Regions from separate parts of the Mus musculus genome. Here regions 1 and 3 are each linked to region 2. Evidence: chromatin contacts called from public HiChIP or PLAC-seq and promoter capture Hi-C data. All regions are on one chromosome and are shown on one strand. Each heading gives the region's core, a stretch centred on a gene start, on an enhancer-like site or on the middle of the called end of the contact. The rest is flanking DNA. Distances are from core to core; before and after follow the strand shown.

What was found. Promoter capture Hi-C pulls out the DNA fragments that hold promoters and counts their contacts. HiChIP or PLAC-seq counts read pairs in DNA pulled down with a chosen protein or histone mark.
Region 1: a promoter capture Hi-C map of the HPC-7 cell line shows a contact between it and region 2. The contact joins the enhancer-like site here to the promoter of Birc3 in region 2. A contact is called at or near these places in 5 of 39 promoter capture datasets (the C10 cell line, the HPC-7 cell line, hippocampal neurons and 1 more), 1 of 15 datasets of contacts at CTCF or cohesin (CD8 T cells), 15 of 115 datasets of contacts at active chromatin or transcription factors (the 230-238 cell line, bone marrow-derived dendritic cells, bone marrow-derived macrophages and 11 more) and 3 of 9 other capture datasets (adipose tissue, liver and pancreatic islet).
Region 3: a contact with region 2 is called in an H3K27ac HiChIP or PLAC-seq map of bone marrow-derived dendritic cells, with 2.8 times the contacts expected there. The contact joins the enhancer-like site here to the promoter of Birc3 in region 2. A contact is called at or near these places in 4 of 39 promoter capture datasets (the 3T3-L1 cell line, cranial neural crest, erythroid cells and 1 more), 1 of 484 Hi-C or Micro-C datasets (bone marrow-derived macrophages), 7 of 115 datasets of contacts at active chromatin or transcription factors (the 230-238 cell line, astrocytes, bone marrow-derived dendritic cells and 3 more) and 2 of 9 other capture datasets (embryonic stem cells and pancreatic islet).

What each region holds. Positions count from the first base shown.
Region 1 is chr9:7,740,841-7,745,472 of GRCm38.p6, forward strand. No RefSeq gene overlaps it. Among named protein-coding and RNA genes, the nearest start is that of Tmem123, 21 kb to the right of the region's middle. Within about 2 kb of position 2,086, at least 27 of the 459 cell types and tissues checked have an H3K27ac peak or open chromatin away from gene starts, as enhancers often do. A contact at or near this core is called in the 230-238 cell line and pro-B cells, where this site is marked.
Region 2 is chr9:7,871,565-7,876,232 of GRCm38.p6, forward strand. It overlaps Birc3 (baculoviral IAP repeat-containing 3), which reads right to left and starts at 1,606. Exons shown (of 9, transcript NM_007464.3): 1 at 1,259-1,606.
Region 3 is chr9:7,668,344-7,672,851 of GRCm38.p6, forward strand. It overlaps Mmp20 (matrix metallopeptidase 20 (enamelysin)), which reads left to right. Exons shown (of 10, transcript NM_013903.2): 9 at 3,000-3,103. AV064505 (expressed sequence AV064505) reads right to left here. Exons shown (of 4, transcript NR_126562.1): 2 at 3,946-4,016; 3 at 3,401-3,469; 4 at 1,086-1,329. Among named protein-coding and RNA genes, the nearest start is that of Mmp7, 21 kb to the right of the region's middle. Within about 2 kb of position 2,383, at least 6 of the 459 cell types and tissues checked have an H3K27ac peak or open chromatin away from gene starts, as enhancers often do. A contact at or near this core is called in bone marrow-derived dendritic cells, where this site is marked.

The sequences.
Region 1 (4,632 bases), core at 836-3,335, 130 kb before region 2:
GAATTTCTATCTCCAGAGTTTTCTCCCTCTGGGTTTTCTTTACTGTTTCTACTTCCATTTTTAGATATTGGATGGTTTTGTTCAATTCCATCACCTGTTTGGTTGTGTTTTTCTGTAATTCTTTAAGGGATTTTTGTGCTTACTCTTTAAGTTCTTCTTCCTGTTTAGCAGTGTTCACCTGTATTTCATTAAGTGAGTTATTAATGCCCTTCTTAAAATCCTCTACCAGCATCACGAGATATGATTTTAAATCTGAATCTTGCTTTTTGGGTGTGTTGGGGTATCCAGGACTTGTTGTGGTGGGAGTACTGTGGTCCGATGATACCAAGTGGTCTTGGTTTCTGTTAGTAAGATTCTTACATTTGCCTTTTGCCATCTGGTAATCTCTGGTGTTAGATGTTCTAGCTGTCTCTGGCTGGAGCTTATTCCTCCTGTGATTCTGGTTAGCCTCTGTCAACAGTCCTGGGAGTTCAACTCTCTCCTGAGTACCAGTGGTCAGAGCACTCTCTACAGGTAAGCTCTCTTCTGGCATGGAAGGTGCACAGAGATCTGGAGCTCAGCTCTGCCTCCTGGCTGAAGATGAAGACCTGAAGGGACCCTGCCCAAGAGGCTCTGTTGCTTCTTCAGCTCACATGCTGTCCTGTGCAGACTGGTCTCTCAGAGACCCGGGATACAAGATGGCGATCTCGCCTGAACCCTGGAGTCAGAGCCAAGAATCTTTTTTCTTTAGAGGTATAATCCATGACAAATTGTCCATGCTCCTCCGAATGCATATATGGGCATCATTAACTGGTCCCGGTGCGTTATTTAAGAAAGAAAGAAAGAAAGAAAGAGAGAGAGAGAGAGAGAGAGAGAAAGAAAGAAAGAAAGAAAGAAAGAAAGAAAGAAAGAAAGAGAGAGGAAGAAAAAGAAAGAAAGAGAGAAAGAAAGAAAGAAAGAAAGAAAGAAAGAAAGAAAGAAAGAAAGAAAGAGAGAGAGAGAGAGGGAGAAAGGGAGGGAGGGAGGAAGGAAGGAAGGAAAGAAAGAAGAATATATTGGATGTGATTGAATGTGTCTGATATATATTATATGTATGTATAAAATTCTCAAGGAATAAATAGAAAATATTACATTTTTAAAAAGTAAAATGATACTGGATGTATCACATACCTTTAATCTCAGCACTTGGAAGGAAGAGGCAGGAGGATCTCTGTGAGTTGGAGGCCAGCCTGGTCTACATAGCTCGTTCCAGGCAAGCCAGGGCTACACATTAAAACCCTGTCTCAGAAAGATAAAAAGGAAAAAAGGAAAAAGAGGGCTGTGGGAGTGTGTGGGTTGGTGGTAGAACACCTGGGTGGCATTGTGAAGCTCCGACTTCCATCCCTAGTACTGCATAAAAGAGTGAGACAGAGACAGAGACAGACAGAGAACCAGGTGCCAAAGGCCCAGTACCATCTAATCTAATCTTTCCATATTTCAAAAGAAGCTGGCATTTGGGTTTCTGAATTAATATTCCAACCATGTTTCCAATAGCCTCACTGCTATACTGGTGAAGAATGCAAAGCCAAATGTAGCATATCATTGGACCTTCACAGCATTTGAAGAAATACTAATACATCCTTCGAGACCTGGACCAGTGCCCAGGCCTTCCATTAGCCCTTTGGTCAACATGACACAGGGCTCCCTTTGCAGAGTCTTTGTCTTCTACACAAGAGAATTTTTTGTCTTTCTTTTATTTAGACAGGATCTCATGAAACCCAGACTGGCCTCAAACTCATTACTAGCTCAAACTGGCCTTGAACTACTGATTCTTCTGGCTCTGCCTTCCAAGAGCTAAGATTATAGGTGAATGATATGATAGCTAGTATTATAGATAAAACAATTTATAATCAGACACAAGAACTGGGGATGGATCTCAGTTGGTACAATGCCTGCCTGACACACACAAAAGGGACTTGAGGTCAGGAATGGTGGCACACTCTTGTAATCCCAGCACTTGGGACATGTGGGTAGGAGGATTTCTTCTGCAGTAAAAGGAAGGGTGTCAAATATACAGGTGTGTGAGTGCAGATCTCATCAGAACAGCTGTTTCTTCCACTTCCTTATTCGGTGCTCATGTGTGTCCCCTGCCTGCTCATGTGTGCCCTGCCTATTTTTCACTATGGGGTTCTATGCTTCACTCAGTTGCCAAGTATGACTTCTTCTCTAATGAAGGAGATCCTCTCATAAGAGATCACAAGTCTAGTCTGAAGCAGAATCCTGTTTTAACTATACTTAAAGGGTGCTCCTGACTACTGACTGTGCTGGTTATAAAGGGTGTCATCTATTGCCATCTACATAAAGCCTAGCTGGCTATTGTGCTACAAGTGGTCAACCCAGTGGCTATTTCTATTCTACAAGTGTCTGTGAAGTAGGTGGATGCTCAGGATCTTTCTAGTGGCTCCCTTCCTAAGGCTCAAGCTCCCTTTGACTATGGTATTAGAGAATACCTTAATAAATAGTAACAATAACTAAAGCTGTAGAGGAATTTTAATCCAGCCATATGGCTAATCTGGCAAGGGATCACATTCAAAGACCTAAGTCTGTATGACCTGTCTGGAATGAAGACTGGCCACACACCTTTAGTCCCTCTTGCCCTTCTACCTCAGTCCCCTCTCTCTTGGAACTTTCTTCTGCTTGTGCTCTCCTCTCCCACTCTCCTTCTCCCTTTTCACTCATGGTCAGATTCATTCTGAATGCTTCCAGATGCTGGCTGTACTTTCCCATATCTACAATAAAATCCTTCACCTCAGTCATTCCTTGGATCAGTCATGTCCTCCTCATTTTAGTCACCTGGACTCCAGGGACAAGTCCCAGAAAATCTCCCAGACACATTGAACAGCTCCTTCCAATCAACTGAAAGCTATCTTTGCCTTGTGACAATCCCTTGTGGTGATGGATTTTAGCTCCCTGCAAATGCATTGTCTGTCTAGACTTAAGAAACTCAAGAGCAGGCCCCTCATAACACTGCTTCCATGCTTCCTGTAGTGCTGCACAGTGTCTTTGTTTGCTCTCTATCGATGACTGAAAGTGACTCCAGAGGGAGAGTTTACCTGGTTTATGGATGACAGCCTGTAGAGCAAAGCCAAGGGAAGAACTCAAGGAAGGAGCCTAGAGACAGGAGCTGAAGCAGAGACTTCGCCCGTGATGAATGCTGCTTGTTAGCTTGTTGGCTTGCTTTCTTCTTGATTGTGAGCCATCCTTTACAGGTGAGCCATCTCTCCAGACCTCAGAATGCTTCCTTATACCGGCCAGGCCAGCCTGTCCAGGGGTGGCATCACACACAGTGGGCTAAGCCCTAACACATCAAACACTAATCAAGAAAATGCTCCCATGAACTTGGCTAGAGGCCAATATGATGGGCATTTCCTCAGCTGAGATGCCCTTTTCCCGAGTGATTCCAATTTGTGTCAAGTTGACAAACACTAACCAGCACAAATAGTAAATGCTCAACAAAGAACTTCAAAATATTTTACTGACTTCATGTCACAGAGTCTGTGTGGCTGGGTCTCAGGACAGCTTCAGTTTCCAAGAAACTTGATTCAGGGCCAAGCAGACAAGCTTCAGTGAGTCAAAGCAGTAGCTGTGTGAACTTGATGGCCTGAGCTCCACCCCAGAAGCCATGTAAAAAGTTAGATACAGGGAAGTACACACATTTGAGATCCTAGGATGCACAGTGAAATGGCAGAGCTAACTCTGCCTCTGACCTCCACACAGTACTGGTGTGGACACACACCTATGTATACATATACTTATACCTGTGTATATGTGCACACATACACAACATAAACACACTTTAAATAATTTATTTGAAAGACAAACACAAAGACAAAAAGGAAGGGAGGGAGGGAGGGAGGGAGGGAGGGAGGGAGGGAGGAAGAGGAGAGGAGAGGAGAGGAGAGGAGAGGAGAGGAGAGGAGAGGAGAGGAGAGGAGAGGAGAGGAGAGGAGAGGAGAGGAGAGGAGAGGAGAGGAGAGGAGAGGAGAAGAGAAGAGAAGAGAAGAGAAGAGAAGAGAAGAGAAGAGAAGAGAAGAGAAGAGAAGAGAAGAGAAGGAAGAGAAGAGAAGAGAAGAGAAGAGAAGAGAAGAGAAGAGAAGAGAAGAGAAGAGAAGAGAAGAGAAGAGAAGAGAAGAGAAGAGAAGAGAAGAAACTTGGTTTAGAAGCCAAAAACAACTTAAAATCATTTGAGGAGCTCAAGACATGGCTTAGCAGTTAAGAACACATATTATTCTTCCAGAGAACCCTACTTCAGTTCCCAGCTCCCACATCAGGTGACTCACATGTACCTGTAACTCCATCTCCAGAGTATCTGACATCCTCTTCTGGCCTCTACAGGCATTTGCACACACATGGTATACACATACACATGCATACACATAAGCAAAAATAAAAGTAAATCCTTAAAAGGTCATTTGAGGTCTGGTAAGTGGCTCTGTGAGTAAGGGTACTCGCACCAAGCTGAATTCAATTTTCCAGAGCCCAGATGGGCATTCTGGGGTACAGATTATCTTGATGGTATTAACTATGGGTCATAACAAACCCTGTCTACCTTAAAGTGGCTTTTGTCAGGGAATTTTATAACAGCAAAGGAGAGAGAAACTTAAGATTATATGT
Region 2 (4,668 bases), core at 356-2,855:
CTACAGTGCCTAGCTGCTGTTGTGTGAGACACACAGCCCAGACTGACCTTGGACACCTGATCCTTCAGCCTCCACCTCCCAAGTGCTAAGATTACAGACCTGCACTACTAACCCCAGCAAACACTGGCATGGAAGAATTTCTTAGCACAGCTGGCTGTGCCCAGCATGTTCATGGCACTTTCATTTGTTAATTTCCCCCTATTACTGCTAACTTGACCTCGTGGCAATTTACTCCCATGCTCTGGAGTCTCACATCACAGGATTTCAAGAGAGTCAGTCCCTTTTCCACCAACAGTGTAATGTTGGGCAAGAAAACCACCAAGTGGCCAGACACGCCCCTAATCCCATTACCCTGGAGGCAGAGGTGGGTAGACGTCAGTGTTTCCTTGAGTTCAAAGCCAGCCTGTTTACTTATCCAGTTCCAGCCCAACCAGTGCTCCATAGTGAGACTAAGAAAAGCCACTCGTGCCTCAGTTTCCTAGGTGCGAAAAGGGGATAGTAATGGCACCTGCTTTTTACAACGGATGATCAGAACCTGGCTTGGGGCAGACAGAAACGACTCCAGAGATTTACCGGCTAGATTAAGAGCACTGCTGAGAAATTGAGTACAGTGACTCAGGCCTATAATCCCAGCACTGAAGGGGTTAAGGCAGGAGGATTTTTCCGAAGTTCAAAGCCCCAGTCAGCTATAGTGTGAAATGGTCTCTGACACACCCATCACTCCTTTAATCCAAGCACTTGGAAGGCAGAGGTAGGCAGATTTCTAAGTTCGAGGCCAGCCTGGTCTACAGAATGAGTTCCAGGACAGCCAGAGCTACACAGAGAAACCCTGTCTCGAAACACCCCCCCCCCCCCAAAAAAAAAGAAAGAGCTGTAGTGTTTTCCTGAGCTGGCCACCAAGAAAACAACCATGAGCTTTCCACAAGCTCATCCTTAGACGCCAGAGTTCTCACTGTGTCAAGTCTCCCAGATGCCTCCCGCAGCAGCCTAATTAAAATGCAACTTCTCGGCACCTACGCCTCACTCAGAAAGTCAGAGACCGGAAAAGACTCAGAAAGTCGAGCTCCCGCAAGCGGGGAGGGGGTGGGGGGAGGGGGGGCAGCCAGGGTCAGCGTGGCCAACCTGTAGGTCGCCCTCCCGCAGGACCACCGATGCATAGAAACGGGTTTTGCAGGTTCTCCTTCGGATCTAGTCACCCCGGTGATCCTCGAGCCACTACGGGGACCCTGGCTGGATCCCCACGCGCGCGCGTACTCACCGCAGCCCACTTCCTAGGCTCTGAACGCCAGCAATGACCTCTGATCTCCGGGGGTGGCACCCTCGCCTGGCCTGTGGGGTGTGGCTGGGTGGCGCGATACCTTTAAATCGTCCCCAGCTAGGCCTTAGCCACTGCCCCCACCCTGCCCGGCTCAGGGCTGCTCAGACCTGCGGTGCTTTCCTCCAGGGCTCCGGGGAACTCCAGGGTGAAAACCAGACGCACTTCCTCCTCACCCTTGGTGGCCACCCTGGCTGGGGATTTCCGTGGCTCTTCTGTGCGTGACTTCCTGGACCCAGCTCCTCTTCGTGTCATTTACTGAAAGTTTTTACTTGAAGGCTCTTGGCTCTTACAAAACATTGAAAACAGATGTGCAGCCTGTGAGTTCCGCCTTAAGAGGCCTATCCCCACCCCACCCTCACCGCGCTTCCCTCCTGCAGCCTCCAAGTCCTTCACTGTAAAAAAAGAGCCACAACTGTCCGGAATATAACTGCTAAGTTAAAAAAGTAAGACGTTAGGAGGAAAAAAACCCGAGTAACTCTGTAAAAGTCTCTGGTTTCACTTTTTGTTTTTATCAAGAAAGAGAGCTGAAAGGAACATTTGTTAAAAACAAACAAACAAACAAAACAAAACACGTATGGATCTCAATTTCAGGTTATTTTTATTATTTCAAAGATCAGAACTACAGCTGCGGGTAGCAGCAAATGCCTTTAATCCCAGCACTCAGAAGGCCGAGGCAGGAGGATCTCTGTGAGTTCCAGGCCAGCCTGGGCTACATAGTAAGACTTTGTTTTTTAAAAATGCTAGAACCACACTGATTCTTGTATTTGAAAGGTGTGATTGTGGGCCGGAGACGTGGCTAAGCAATTAAAAGTACTTGCTGCTCTGGTAGAGGACCAAGGTTCTGCTCCCAGCATTCACAAGATGGCTCACAGACATCTGTAACTCCAGTTCCAGGAGATCCATTGCGGCCTTCTGGCCTCTTCAGGCACTGCACCTGTATTCGCACAGGCGTGAGGCAAAACACCTGTACACATATTTAATATATAAATACGTTTTAAAAAATATTTTGAAAGGGTTAGAGAGATGGCTCAGCAGTTAAGAGCACTGACTGCTCTTCCAAAGGCCTGAGTTCAAATCCCAGCAACCACATGGCTTACAACCCTCTGTAATAAAATCTGACTCCCTCTGCTGGTGTGTCTGAAGATAGCTACAGTGCACTTACATATAATAATAAATCTTTAAAAATATGTTTTTTTAAAAGTCTGGGGTTTTTGTTTTGTTTTGTTTTTTTTGTCCTGATCTGTTTTAGTGGTTTTTTTTTTCTTGTATTTTTGTTTAGTTTTTCCTTGTCAAATTTTGTTTTATAAACAGGATGAATAAATCTAGAAAAACAAAATTCCTTCTTTTAGCTTTTTCTCTTTCAAGGGAAGGTGCTTAGCTATATCAATGTTCTTGTAAAAACTTGACTCTTGCCAGGCAGTGGTGATGCATGCCTTTAATCCCAGCACTCAGGAGGCAGAGGTAGATGGATATTTGTGAGTTCTAGGCTAGCCTGATCTACAGAGTGAGTTCCAGGACAGCCAGGCTACACAGAGAAACTTTGTCTGCTTTCCTCCATCTTCAGCCAATTAGCATCAGACTTAAGGAGACATAATCTAGCGGTGAGAAACCTGCCCTGGTCAATCTAGAGATAAAATGCCTTATTGTGGGCTCAGCTGAGAGGGACCACAGTTCCAACAGGAGCTCTAGTAGAAGAACTTCGTTTGTGATCATATAGAGATTTCCACCTACTTTCAAGCCTCTATCTGAGAGCAGAATCACACCTGTGAGAGCAACAGACTCCCTTGCAACATTTGCACAATTTTACTGTGGGCCTTTATTATTAGTAGCATTAGCATTAGCATTAGCATTAGTATTATTAAGCAAGTTGTAGAGCCAAGCCAGTGATGTGGAACTTGAGAAGCTGGAGCAGTGGACAGCCTCCAACTGAGCCTGGAACAGAGTTAGACTATGCCTGAAAATAGATAGTACTTAAGATCCATTACTTTCAGCCAGGCAGTGGTGGTGCACGCCTGTAACCCCAGCACTTGGGAGGCAGAGACAGGTGGATCTCTGAGTTCGAGGCCAGCCTGGTCTACAGAGTGAGTTCCAGGACAGCCAGGACTGCACAGAGAAACCCTGTCTCGAAAAACAAAACAAACAAAAAAACAAAACAAAACAAAAGATCCATTACTTTCTGGATAAACTCTAATGTATATGAGCAGGGACAGTATATCTCTTGTTAGATGCTTTATTCTAGCATCAACAGGGTACCTGTACATAATAGCTGCTGAGCATCTTGATATCTTGATTAATAAATTGAGCTAACCAATCTTCTGGGTTTTCTCCATTCTCGACCTGCATTTAAACCTTCAGTAGTAGCTCACTAAATAGCCATCTAAAAATATTATTAATTTATTTTCAAGTTATGTGTATTGTGTGTTGTGTGTGTGTGTGTGTGTGTGTGTGCAGGAGTGCAATGCTCACAGAGGCCAGAAAGGTCAGCAGATGCCCTAGAACTGCAGTTATGAAGGGGGGTGTGACTGCTGGGAACAGGATTCTGGTCCCCTGCAATAGCATGCTCTCTTGAGTGCTGAGCCAGTTTCCAAACCTAAATAGGCTTTCAGACAGACATTATTAAGGAAACATTTGAAGAAAGTAGAGAGATGGACATATAACCTTCATTCACTCTGTTCAGCCAGTTATCTTCTGCTGTCAGTATGAAAGCCAGGCTGAATGCTCCCAGACCCTGGCTTGACACCCCATGACACATCCCAGGTGTTTTATTAAATAATTGAAAATATTTCTCCCTCAAAGGCTGTCATGATTTCTTCCTGAGGATTTCACACCACAAAATACCATAAAAAGTCCTGTTGAACCTCACCTTCCCAATAGAACAATTTTTTAAATTTTATTTATTATTCTATGTAAGTACACTGTAGCTGTCTTTAGACACACCAGAGGAGGGCATCAGATCTCATTGTGAGTGGTTGTGAGCCACCATGTGGTTGCTGGGATCTGAACTCAGGACCTTTGGAAGAGCAGTCAGTGCTCTTACCCACTGAGCCATCTCTCCAGCCCTGCCAATAGAACAATTTTTAAAGATTTATTTATTTCATGTGTGTGAGTACACTGTCACTGTCTTCAGACACAGCAAAAGAGAGCATTAGATCCCAAGACAGACTTTTGTGGGCTACCATGTGGTTGCTGGTGTTTGAACTCAGAACCTCTGGAAGTGTAGTCAGTGCTCTTAACCACTGAGCCCTGACTATCCTAAAGCTTACTACGTAGACCAGGCTGGCCTTGGACTCACAGAGATCTGCCATCCTCTACCTCCCAAACACGAAAATAAAATTCAAAAGAAACTGTGC
Region 3 (4,508 bases), core at 1,133-3,632, 200 kb before region 2:
CAAGGTCAACCTGGGCTCCATGAATTCCCTGTCTCAAAAGAACAAAGGCAAGCCACCAGAAATGCTTGACAAACCAACAATTTAAATACAGTATTATATTAAGTTAAACAGAAAGTCAGGTGCTTTGCCAACATTTGCAGTTTCAAATGTGGAGAGGAAGGTGTACTTGAAAACCTACACTGAGTGTCTCTGCATTGTGATATCACTAAGTCACTGGCAATGACTCCTTGCTATAGCCTTTAATCTACATTAAATGATTAGGCAAATGTTGATGAATGAATAAGTCAGTATTCAGGTTTCATAGACAAGACTTTAGAGATAAGAAAATACAGCAGCATTTTTAGCAGATCATAGCACGTAGTAGATTATCAATCAAAATGTTTTCTGTAATAGTCAAGGTCAGCTAATAGTCACTTTGTCGTCTTGTCATGTGCCGGGAGTCATGCTATACAGTATCTCAGGATCTCTCCACTCTGTCACCCCCATCTGCTTTCTCAGCAATATTGGGTAGGATGTTTTATTGCCTTTGTTCAACACTTTAAAAAAGCATCTCTGAGATTTTTAATGACTGGACCAACATACCACACGGTATATCAGCAAGAAGACTGAACAATTAAAAGAATATGCTTGTTCTCATTCCCTGAGAACCATGTGGTAGAAGGAGAGAACAGATTCTCACAAGGTGTCCACTGGCCTACACACACATTCACACACATACACACACTCACACACATACACACATATACACTCACACTCATACAAATACACACTCACACACATATACACATTCACATACATATACACACACTCACACACATACACACATTCATGTACAAATACACACACTCACACACATACACACATTCACATACATATACACACTTACACACATACACATATACACTAATACACACATACACTCACACACACATACACACACACACTCACACACACATACACACACACTCTCTCTCACACACACACACTCACACATAAAGATGAATGCTAAAATAACACAGCTAGGAAGTGGTTCATTGGAATCTATATCTCACGTGCCTTGAATCCAAATGAAATGTCCCTTTTGTCTGCCAGATATATTTATTCTTTGGTTCATTTCACAATTTACTTATTGACTCAAAAGGCTCATGATTATTGCTGCACATAAATTCTTCTGTAGTCTTGTTGGCAAAGTCCTTACCACAGCAGTGGCTGCCCTTGCCTGGCCTGTTTCTCAGGATCACCTCCACCATCTTCCAGTCCTCTGTCCGTTGCTTTAACCCTTGCCTGGTGCAAACTGTGATCTGCTGACACAGGTTTAAAGATTGAAAACTAAACATGGCACAAAGGAAACAAGGAAAGCCAAAAAAGAAAAGAGAGAGAGAGAGAGAGAAATTAAGAATTAAATTTGTTGATGCCTTAGGGTCCCAGATCAAATTACAGAGTCTGCTAGACCTCCAACTAAAAAGCTAGATTCTAGTTCTTGGGTATCAAAATAAACCACAGCATCTATGGCTGGAGCTTGTCTTGGCTCCCACATAAGGCAAGGGAGGGTGTCATATAACATGCATGTGAATTGTCTTATCCTTATGATGGATCTTTTCCAAATGAAAGCCTACAGCTCAGAGAATATTCTCATATTTTCTCAATTACGCTGTGGGTAGATAAGGGTCAAAAAGCCAAACACAAAGCCATCTACTTATAGGTATAATGTTCTTTGCTCTGTCAGTGGAATACCCAAATATCTGTCCACAAAGGGCAAGATAGGTTTTCATAACCAAATAAGAGAAGCACCATACTACAAAGGGGAGGAGCATCTTTTGTCAGCACTGGGAAAGTCATTGGTAGGAACTATCTTTTTCTCAGGTTACATCCTCCCTGCCTTCCTTAGGTATACGGTCTTTCCTTGTGAACCTATGAGAGAGAAAGGTAAGGGTGAGTTAATGATAATGTCCTTACTTGGCAAAATGAAAGCGCTAGCTTTGTGTCAGTGGTTCAGAGCCCTGGTCCTATATCTATGTAAGTATGTGTCTTGATGCAATATTAATACATCAGGATTGATCTGTTGACTTGTTAGAAGAGTTCCCTCTCCTCCACCACCGCCCATAGTACTAGAGAGCAGCCCAGCTCCTTGTCCCTTTAGCCTGAACACCTCTGTAGGGGCTCAGTTCCCCCCCCCCCCCCCCAGATCTCAGCAGCTGTTTTCTCCTAAGCCATGTAGGCAGAGGCACATTTCAGAAGATTGTGGCCATTATCTGCCATAGGAAACTACCCAGCAACCCAGGGAGAAAAAAAAAAATAGCTGACCTACTGGTGATATGTGCAGATGGGAATGCCCCAGCCTGGGGCTCTGTGTTCATGAAAAAGGGACTTTCTCATATTTTAAATGACATCTCACTAAAGACTGAGAGTCATTCCCACCTGTCTTGAGTTCATACTGTACTGCTGACTAACAGTCACAGCCTTTTACAAGTGTAATTTAGGTCACAGAACGACACACTTAACTGATGTCAGAGCTAGAATCCTAACCCACTATCTGCTTAGTCTCACCTTCCAGAAAAGAGCAATGGATCCAGGAGATGTGATTTGAAAGAAAAAGGTTCACATGTGGAACTATACTTTAGAGCCAGGGGCTCTTCTGTGTATACAATCAAAGACAATAGCTGCCCATCTGCCAGGATCCATCAGTAGCCAGTGGATCTGCATGGTGGGGTAATATGGAAATATGGAGAGAGGTGAAAGAAGATGCAGGGTTCCAGTATTCAGAATGTAAAATAAAATAATGTTTGGAATTTAGCAAGAGCCATTTTTTAAAGATATAGTTATTGTAGATTTTCTTGGTTCTAATGTACTGATAATTCACACACTCATTTATTCATTCAAGAGAGAGAGACAGAGATATCTCAAATATGTTCAAAATCAGACCTAGCTAATAAGATTACTGATCACCTTAATATCACCTATAATCATCAGTAACTTATTTATGAAATAATATTTTTCAGCTATGATGAAAGAAAAAAGAAAATGGAAAAAGACTACCCAAAAAACACTGAAGAAGAGTTTTCAGGAGTGAGTGGCCATATAGATGCTGCTGTGGAACTGAATGGTGAGTTTGCCCACCAAAAATGTCCCCCAGGAAATTAGAACAAGCAATCTGGGCTCTACTTTAACTCAACAGAAATGGGTTTCAATGGAGGTCACTGTCATTTCATACATTTAAATAGCCATATTACCTACTAGGAGAAGAATTATTTTTAAAATCCTTTCTTGAAAAATAAGTTAATAAAAATAAATTTGTGATTTTCCATTTACTAATAGACATGTTTAAAAGTATGTCTTCCATGAACGCAGCCAACGTGAGCTGGAACAGTTCCACCTTCACTTGAGTCCTGGCCTCACTTACCTGCACTGCTGTTCTTCAAGCCTTGCTGCACGAAGTGTTCTGTGTTTATGCACCTGTAGCAATGCCCACCTTCCAGTTGGGAGAAGTAAATGGTTTAAGAGACAAAAAAAAAAAAAAAAGAAAGAAAGAAAAGAAAAAAGAAAAGAAAAGAAAAGAAAAAAAAAGAAAAGAAAAGAAAAGAAAAAAGAAAAAGAAAAAGAAAAAGAAAAAAATAGTATGTCTTCAAGTGGGATGCAGCTAACCCTGACCCTGACCTAACTACCATGCCCTGCCCTGGAATCAGTTCCCAACACAACACAAACTGGTTATGTGACTTGTAATCCCAGAACTTGGGAAAAGGAAGTTCAAAGCAATCCTCATCTACATGGCAGATCTGAGGACTGCCTGGGATGTGAGAGACCCTTTTTCAAACGTACCACAAAAGGTACAGCTGTAGCCTATGTAATCCCAGTGCTTAGGAGGTTGAAGCAGATAGATTAAAGGTTTGACTACAGTCTGAAATACAAAATGGGACCTTTTCTCAAAAAACAATCAAACAACAGTACCATAGTGGAGCTTCAGTGCAGGAGCTGTAGTCTCAGCCTTCCCAATCTTTGACCTTTCCATAATCCAACTCCTAAAATTAAACACATAGTTTAAAAAGTTAGATGAAGTGAGTATTTTAAACAAACCACACAAATTCAAATATATCCTTTGGATCATGTTTTTCTTGAGTATGTAGTACAGACAGACAGTGTTCAGAAACTCAGAAGAGATTCCAAATGTGGCCCCTGTTCTTATGGAATGCTGAGTATCCTTGAGAAATGCCTATCTAAATAACACAGATGAAGCCACTGGAAGATGAAACCGTCTATAATTTAGGGCTGATTGGTGTTAATAGGCTTCAGAGTGATTTCAAAGAGTGATCTGAGACAGGTGGGGTCAAACATGGCAGTTGGCTATTTCATAAGACCTTAGTTGGTTCTGAAGGACAGCTAAACATGTGATAAGCTATAAAAAAGGAGGAAGGACTTCTGTGAAGAGAGCGGTCTAAGCAAAATCACAAAGCATGATGAACATGCCTTCCCATGGCCAGAAGTGAAGCCCATACCCTGCTGGAACAAAGGAA